Linked DNA regions of Zea mays: region 1 is linked to region 2. Evidence: chromatin contacts called from public Hi-C data. All regions are on one chromosome and are shown on one strand. The core of a region is the stretch at or near the end of the contact, and the rest is flanking DNA. Distances in the headings are between cores, read along the strand shown.

The links. Hi-C and Micro-C count contacts between places; a contact is called where the count stands out from the background.
Region 1: a contact with region 2 is called in a Hi-C map of leaf, with 6 times the contacts expected there. The contact joins the promoter of LOC100286124 here to the promoter of LOC103629955 in region 2. A contact is called at or near these places in 4 of 25 Hi-C or Micro-C datasets (ear, leaf and tassel).

Annotation. Positions count from the first base shown.
Region 1 is chr6:126,138,253-126,142,818 of Zm-B73-REFERENCE-NAM-5.0, forward strand. LOC100286124 (dynamin-2A) reads left to right here and starts at 2,598. Exons shown (of 22, transcript NM_001159012.2): 1 at 2,598-2,834; 2 at 2,960-3,010; 3 at 3,116-3,236; 4 at 3,349-3,453; 5 at 3,833-3,894. The coding sequence starts at 2,694.
Region 2 is chr6:125,973,096-125,977,701 of Zm-B73-REFERENCE-NAM-5.0, forward strand. It overlaps LOC103629955 (E2F transcription factor-like E2FE), which reads left to right and starts at 1,638. Exons shown (of 11, transcript XM_008651054.4): 1 at 1,638-1,961; 2 at 2,067-2,187; 3 at 2,288-2,365; 4 at 2,474-2,542; 5 at 2,638-2,764; 6 at 2,856-2,923; 7 at 3,006-3,078; 8 at 3,174-3,235; 9 at 3,324-3,726; 10 at 4,374-4,469. The coding sequence starts at 1,765. The coding sequence ends at 4,453.

The DNA.
Region 1 (4,566 bases), core at 1,348-3,847, 170 kb after region 2:
CTGTTCTAGCGGGCACCAGACCGGTCCATTGCACCACCGAACCGGGTGCCACATCAGCTAGTCGTTGGCAGGTGGTTCGGTGCGCCACCAGACCGACACTATTCATGGTGTGGCAAAATTTATAATAAATTCCTGAGAACACTGAGTTCGGCCGTACAGCCAGTCCGGTGCACATGGACCTGGTCCGGTGTGCCAGGCTGTCCAACGACTATGTCTAGGCCCTCACGAACATGGTCCGGTGCTCCATTGGACCGATCTGGTGAGACCTAGACCAACACAACTTAGGCTCTTTTGAGCCTAAGTTCTCCAATCTTTTCGTCTCTTCTTAGAAGCTTCCCTACAACTTAGGCACAAATTATTAGTACTTAATCCAATGGACTAAGTTAGAAAAACTTACCTCTTTCAAAAATATTCGATTTAGTTCCCTATTTTGCTTACGCTAGGTCCAAAATGCACTTTTCTCTACAAAAAGAGTTAGAGACCAAATAAAAGTGCTAGAAACATTGCAATGAACATATGCAACATGTTTAAGCGTGTAAACCTCACAAATTTACCATTTCTCTTCAAGTTGCATTTTAGGCCTCCATTTAAGCTCTTTTGGACTTAATGTCTTCAAATTGCATTGTAGTAGACTTGTGCTCGTACTCATACTACACAAGTTAGTCCATGATGATGTGTTGAACACTTAATCACCAAAACAAGTAGAAATGGATGGTAGGCACATTTCCCTTTCAAGCTCTCTGCTCAAAACCGGTTGAAACCAGTTCTACCAACTTTGGAGTGCCATTCAACCATATTTTGCGCAGAAAGTTCAATAGTCACCCTCTTGAGAGAGCCACCTATATATATCCTATCCTCTCTCTCCCCTCATTTACTTTGGCTGCTCAACACATTTACTCCCCACCAAACTTCAAACAAGAGCTCCAATTCTCTCTCACACCCCAAATCTCGCGCTCTTCGATTGATTGAAGGAGCATTTTGGTGTGAGGTTTGAGTTCCTTGAATCCACGATTTGGTTTCCATTATCCTTCTCTTTTCTCCCTTATTTGAGCTTGTTGCAAACATCAACTCGTGCGAATGTGTTACTCTTGGAACCTAGTGTTCCTTGATGAGTGAGGTTGTTTAGGAGTCTCCGAATTTGTGGACGACCCTAAGAAGTTTGTATCACCTGCTTTTTGAGCTAATTTGAGAAAGGAACTGTCTTGACCTTCATGGTCGGCTAAGGGAGGATTAGGGTTAGAAAGGACCTGGCTCCTCGTGGGCTCCTCAACGGGGAGTAGGACACATTTGCGGTGTGGCCGAATCTCGGGATAAATCTTGTGTTCTTGTTGTGTTCATCTTTGTGATTTATCTTTAACAAGCAAGGAGTTGTGTGATTCTTCGCGCGTGTGGATTTTGTAGAGTTGCTTCACTTCCATAACATTTTCATCTAGATTGTCCCTAGAACTCGTGTCTAAAAGAAACTCTTATTATTATCCGCGTTGTTCTTGATTTAGATCTACTCTCGCAGTTGAACTGGTTCATAGTGGTTCAAGTGCCCCTGGTAGCGGTTGAACCGGCTAACAACAGTCTAATTGGTAATTTGACTTTATTTTGAAGTTTTTGGTGAAAATTTTAGGTATAGTCTATTAACCGCTCTAGGCTACCGAACCATTAGTCTTGTCTCTAGTTGTGTTAAGTTTCATGTAAAAAGATGATTTTATCCTTATTAAAGGTGGCCCATATAATTTGTTGTAATATATTTCAATAATAATTTGTAGTAAACTATTTTAATAAATACTTATTTTGTATTAAATTTTGTAATAAAAATTACTATCATTATTTATATTAAAACAATGTACTACAAACTATTTAAAAAATTATAAATGTAGAGATTTAAAGTTGAATGATCACAATATTTCAAAAAAAATAACAACGTTATTTTTATTACAACTTTAATACAAATTTAAGTGTTTATATTAAAATAGTGCACTTTAGATTATCATAGAAATATATTACACTTAACAACAAATTATATCTATCTTCAATAAAGGTAAAATCATATTTTTAGGGCTAGTTTGGAAACTCTATTTTTCCAAGGGAAAATGAACTAATTTTTTCTTGGAAAAAAGAAAATCCCTTCTGAAAATAGGGTTCTCAAAACTAGCCCTTATATAAAAATTATCCCGTTGGATATTAGAACTAATGGTAGTAGAACTAAATTTATATTTAATGTTATGTAGAAAAAAATATAATTTAAAGATCAAGAAAATAACCTGATATTTTTTAGTAGTAAATTGTCTAAAAAAGAAAATTTGGATCTATACCATTAGAAGATTACAACTTTAGACATATATTAATATATTATTGCTATCTCACTTACATGTAAGATTCACATGAGTCAATGACATATGGATCCAATAATCTAAAGTTACAATGGTAATTATTGCAAAAAAATAAAATAAATGTGCACCTTCGCAGCCAAGCAAGCAAACGAGTCCGTTGATGTGCTCCTCGCCTCCTCCAGTCCCACCTTCTCCGCTGTATGTGAGTCTGTCCCTCTCGTGTGTCGCCCAAATCCATCACCCCCCACGTCTCTCCCATCCCATCCCCGTGTAGATTTCAAATCCGCGTCAGAGCTCAGGTCTGGGTCTCCTCCTTCGCCGCCAGTTGCCTCCTCCAGTCGAGATCCGCCGTCGGGGAGACCACTGACCATGGAGGCCATGGAGGAGCTATCGGAGCTCGCCGAGTCGATGCGCCAGGCGGCGTCACTCCTCGCCGACGACGACCCCTCCGACGACGCCGCGCCGCGTCGCCCCACCACCTTCCTCAACGCCGTCGCCCTCGGCAACGTCGTGAGTATCGGTCCTCCGCCGTTCTCAGCACACTAGACCCCTCGCGATCTGCTCCTGCTGCTAGCGTGCCGCACTACTGCTCGTGTGACCCGATCTGATCTTTTCCGATCCGTTTGTTCATGTAGGGCGCTGGCAAGTCGGCCGTGCTGAACAGCCTCATCGGCCACCCGGTCTTGGTGAGCTCCTACCTCCTAGCCGAGCAGCTTAGTTCCCTTTCGTCCCTTTTCCCTTGTCGTGCTGTGTTTTTTACTGGATTTGGATGGTATTGGTGTGCGGTGCAGCCGACGGGGGAGAACGGGGCGACGCGGGCGCCGATAGTGGTTGACCTGCAGAGGGAGCCGGGGCTCAGCAGCAAGTCCATCGTGCTGCAGATCGACAGCAAGTCGCAGCAGGTTTCCGCAAGTAAGTTGGATCTCGTGGCCGTGCTTCATGCATCTATTAGCGAGTTCTGGAAGCTTGGGACTGAGCCTGATCTTGACCTTGAAATTTCCTGGTTCGTTCTGCTGTGCTGCAGGTGCTCTCCGGCATTCACTGCAGGACAGACTCAGCAGGGGAGCATCTGGTGGATCAGGGAGGGGCCGTGTTGATGAGATTTACCTCAAACTGCGGACCAGTACAGGTTTGTTTGTGCTGCGAGTAGTATAACCATTTAAGCAACTATGCAGCTGTTTTTCTTTCCGTTTCACCAGCATCGTACAGAACAAGGTGTTGAGTATATGCTCATACTTTTGGTGATGGTGTAAGGTGTTGAAAAATGATATGCGTAAATTGAACGATGATGAAATAACAGCTGGGATATGTATGCTTGTGAGTTTTGCACGCTCTGTGTTGGCAAGTTGCCTGTAGAGCAGTATAATCATTTACGGGTACATGTTTATATGTTCTAACATTGGTGAACCCACACATAATTTCTGTACTAAATATGCTTTGTTAGTTTGCTTTTATTTGCTGTGCTGCTTTATGAAATCCTCACCGTATTTTTCTTGCCTTTTGTTCAGCTCCCTCATTAAAGCTGATTGATTTACCTGGGATAGACCAGCGAGCTGTTGATGATTCCATGGTAGGTATTTGAATTATTTCTAAACTATTTTTGCTATACATAGATGCTTAGAGATTAGGTGTAGTGCTGATTAACTGGTTGCACCATAATATCCACAATGAACTTTCATCAGACCATTGGAGCTGTTGATGATTCCATGGTAGGTATTTGAATTATTTCTAAACTATTTTTGCTAGACATAGATGCTTAGAGATTAGGTGGAGTGCTGATTAACTGGTTGCACCATAATATCCACAATGAACTTTCATCAGACCATTGAATCTTGAAACACAAGCTACACATTTTATCTTGGGACCAATAAAAAAACTTGACCTGCGCGGGTAAAACAGCCCCATGTATTGCATTAAGAAGTCCTTATGCAAGTCAAGAAAACCATTGGACCCATGTCCTACCCATACACAGCGGCACCGTAGCTCATATGAGAATGACCACAGCCAGGGCTGGGTCTTAGAGTTGTGCTTTGGTGTAGAACTGGTGAGGAGATTTTTAACCTCAGTACGAAATTATCTCTCACAGGGAGTCGAACTCAGGACCTGATAAGTGCTACTCTGACCACCTAACCAACTCAGCTAGAGTCCCTTTCGCATCTTAGGACCACTAGAACATAGCTTTCGTTTCTCTGCAGCTTGTTTCATTTTATTTTATAGTTTTTGAATTTTCCTTACACATTGT
Region 2 (4,606 bases), core at 388-2,887:
TTTTTTAGCGATATACATGCATGGCTCTGAAAAACTATGTCCTTAGACAAATAATAGTAGATGTACTATCAATCGTATATGAAGTATGTACAACTGAAATATGTAACAACAATACACAATGTTAAATGGTTATTATGTTGATATAGAGTGAAGTGGTAGACAGAATGGTTATAGAGGAGGAAATATGAGGGTAAGAATCTTTTAGTGTGAAGTAGTTAAAAATATAAATAGAAAGTGCATATTGAGAGAGTTGTTGGGGGACCATTGGAAACAATCTTATAGCACTATTTTTCTCAGACTCTCCAACCATTCCCTCATACATCTCCCACTATATAAGATTTATATTATATTTTAATACACCCCTAAAAGATACTCTCCCTACATATAGGGTGTCTCTAATCATTCTCCCTATACATTGTAACACAATTATTTAACAATTATTTATCATTTTTTGAAATTTAAAATGAATCATATGATCACTCGCTATATACGTAGTGTTTCCTCTCCCCTTAGTATGGAGGGCTTTAGGAGAAATCATTGGAGGGCAATTTCCCCTAAAGCTCCTCCTATTTAGGGTGGAGGGTCTGGGTGAACTATTGAAACTAGTCTTAGGTTCTCTTTATAACCTCTAGAATTAATAGTTAGTTGCAAAAAAATAGATGTAGATGTTCTAAACACCCTTAGCTGATACCCCAACTAATTGTTATATATCTCACAACTAACAATTAGTTTATCGACCGACTCAATTCAACCAACAATGTGTTAACTAGCTACCTATTCGCTTTACGAGTTCCAAACAAAGCCTTAATACATGTTGGCTCTAGCACTATGATGTTGTTTGGTTCACATTTTTATAATATGATAAGTAACTGGTAACATTAAATCATATTTGTTTAAGTTCAACCGTAACTAGATATCACAATGTAAACCAATAACGACCTATTTAGGCTTATTACCGGTGGTAGTCAAGTGTGAATCATTACTGTTGTCAATTATGTTATATTTTATGAACCGAACGACACCTATGTCCTTTGCTTTCAGGGGTGTTTGATTCTAGGAACAAGTTTCCCATCAGGAGCGAACAAAGCTCGCTTACATTTTATGTTATAAAATATATAAAACAAAATAGTCTCAAATAGATTCTTACTAAATAGATTTGATTTTTATGCAGCGAAGCAGTTCAAAACAAATCTGGTTTAGCATATCTAGAGTTTCTTTATATCATTTATATTATATAAATAAAAATAAGGATTTCAGTAAAAAACATTCCACCAACTTTCAATTAGATTCATATATTGCTATCTTTTAATCAAAAAATTTCGATATTTATACATGAAAAATATGATTTATTCTTAAAAATACGTATAATATATAGAAAAATTGTTAAAAAGTATATAGATATAGAGAGTAATTTGTATCTAAATGATTCTCCTAATTAAACTGTTGTAGTGTGAAAAGTTTAAGATATAAAAAAATGTTAAGAAAGCCGGAGCCGCGCGGAAAACTTTAAACCGACAAGGTCGCGGCAACGCGGGATGGAGGCGTTTGAAAAGTTGTGGATCCGCTGTGGCGGGCGCCAAATTACCCAACGGCCTCGCGTGAATTCTCTCCTCGAGTCCCCGTCCAGCTCCGCAGATCTACAGGGACGAAAGGACAGTCGAAAAAAAAATCACTTCAGGTAAGGGCGAAGAAGAGCATTCCCTCTCCCGGTCTCCCCATCTCCCGAACCGCGTGAGCCAAACCCTCCCAGCTCGCGCGCCCTCGATGGATGCCTCCGCCGCCACCCCCGCCCCCGGGCCTTCCTTCTCTGGCGCCGAGTCCTCCGCGGCCGCCGCCCAGCCGCCGGCGGAGGCTCCGCAGTTGCGCGTCCACGGCGCCGGCAGCGGCAGCGGCGTCGCGCGAGCCTGCCGCCACCACGCGTACAGCCGCAAGCAGAAGTCGCTCGGCCTTCTCTGCTCCAAGTAAGGCCAGTTCTCGCTTCTCACGCCCTCGGTTTCGCCCGGGATGCTCGCGGTGTGCGGTCCCTTGAGCCCTTGACCTTTGGTATCATCCCTTCCTTCTTGAAGCTTCGTGGCGCTGTACGACCGGGAGGACGTGGAGGTGATTGGGCTGGACGACGCGGCCAAGCGTCTCGGCGTCGAGCGACGCCGGATCTACGACATAGTCAACGTTCTCGAGAGCGTCGGGGTGAGCCGTCCTTGGAATGCGATTTCGCGTTCTTATGTTTTCGAACTGTGATGTGCTATCCTGCTTTAACAATTCCTGGGTGTTGGGGGACCTCTTGCAGATTCTTGTGCGGAGGGCCAAGAATCGGTATACATGGCTCGGATTCGGGGGAGTCCCTGCTGCGCTGAAAGAACTCAAGGTCTGAATTAGATCCTGCAGTTCTGAATCCCACCCATCTTAGCTACCATTACTAATCTCGTTATCCACAATTTCTCCCTCTTTTGTCAATCGTGTTTGGTCTGATTAGGAGAGGGCGCTAAGGAAGATGTCCGGATCACCGGTGTTACTGTCAATGGAGGACTCCTCTACTGCCAACGTTAGTTTTCTTCAACTGGATTTGCTTGAAATTGGTCTTGTTACAAAATACCTGCTGTTGGTGTATCAATTTCTTTGGGGTTTGTGATTGCAAAGTTATCAGATGATGAGGATGATGAAAAATTGGGCGATGCTGATGAAGATGCTGAGAGCGAGAAGCTCAGCCAACCTGTTGACAATACGTCTGATAAGCCTGACGCACCCAGCTGCCGCCTTAGATCTGGTATAGAGGTTTAGTTCTTTTCTTGTTTTACATAGAGCCTTCTATCTTTTATGTTGTGTGCTCACTTAGAGTTTTGGTGTTGTATACATAGATCATCGGAAGGAGAAGTCCCTTGGGCTCCTCACTCAGAATTTTGTCAAGCTCTTCCTCAACATGGAGGTGAGAGGACTGAAATCACCCTGTATGGTTTGGGTTATTTCCCTTTCGCACTTAACTGTAATGAGGCTTGTATTTCGTACAGGTTGGGACAATCTCACTTGACGAAGCTGCAAGGCTTCTCCTTGGAGAGGGACATGCAGACAGCAACATGAGAAGTTAGTACATGCATTCCTTTTGTTTAATTCCATGCTTATGCCAAATATTTTTCATATCCAAATAGAATTTGCACTGATTCTAATATGCAAAGCAGCCAAAGTTCGTCGATTGTATGACATTGCCAATGTGCTGTCTTCTTTGAACCTCATTGAGAAGGTAGGTTCTCGACTGCATACCATTTCAAATGAATGGAATGATATTTCTGGCTGGTGGCTGCTGAAGTTTCTTGTAACGTTTGTTTCAGACGCAGCAAGCAGACACAAGAAAACCTGCATTCCGGTGGCTAGGCCAGGCAAAGCGAAAGCAAGATAACAATGTCATGGTTTCTGTACCTCCATCGATGAAGGCAATGCCCAATAAGAGAGCATTTGGTACTGATCTTACAAACATTGACAATAAGCGAGGCAAGTTAGACTCAGCAGCGGAGAACAAAGTCAAGCTCATGCAGGGTGCTGGTAACATAGTGAAGACTTTTGAGAGGCAGCTGGTGCAAGGGAAAAGGAGTGACTTTGTTTATGGGCCCTTCCACCCTGCTGGTGCAAAGAAACACGAAACTGATGATCAAACTGTTAAGCAGCAGGAGAGGAAGAACATTCAGGACTGGGAAAACCTTGCTGTGTCCTTCCGTCCACAATATCAGAATCAAGGTGAGCTTAACATTTTCATTTGCATAAGTGCAGTGTTGAATTCTTTTTTCAAAGAAACAAATTTGCATTACCAAAACACCGTTTGTTCTCTTTTAATTTCATGCAATTAACTTGTCAAGCACTTCTGTTTGCAGCAACTATGAATTCTTAGGTGCTAGATTTTTTAGAGGTTCATAGTATTGTCATAAATGCCAAGCTTTAGCTTCACCTCTTCTGATACTTAATCAGTATATAAACAAGCAGCCGTGTACTTGACATGGCTTGTGTTACAATGTTTAAAAACCTATTTCCATGTCTAGAAGTCATATGGGTGTTAGATTTTTTTTAAAAAGGAAAACATGGATGGTTGTATTTTTCGATTCATTTAAGAAAAGACGATCAATTTTTTTTACCTAAATTCCAAAATCTGAACTCGTAATGAAATAAACATATTTACATATATATGCTATAGAAACTCATTCGTAAATCAGTAAAGATCCAATATTACATGTTATTACCATAGATTTTAATAATCCAATTATGCAGAGTTTATTTTTTGTCTGTTTGATCCCTGTTTGAATCCAGTATTTCTGTTAGACTACTATGGAGAGTTGTTTCTTTTGTTAGTTGACTGGATTGAATTTACACAAAGTTTATTGTTGCTGCAGCACTGAATGATCTTTTTGGTCATTATGTGGAAGCATGGAAATCATGGTACGTGGATCTTACCCAGGAAACGGCATCATGAAGCAGAATGTTGGCAGGTCAGTTGTAACTTGTAAGCCGTTTCCAGTAGTTAGATCAACTGAGTTGTTGATGCTTGCTTAGGGAACCACCCTGTACAAGATGGAATAAAAACACGAAGGCAATTTTGTCTTTCGACTGTATTTACTCGAATGCT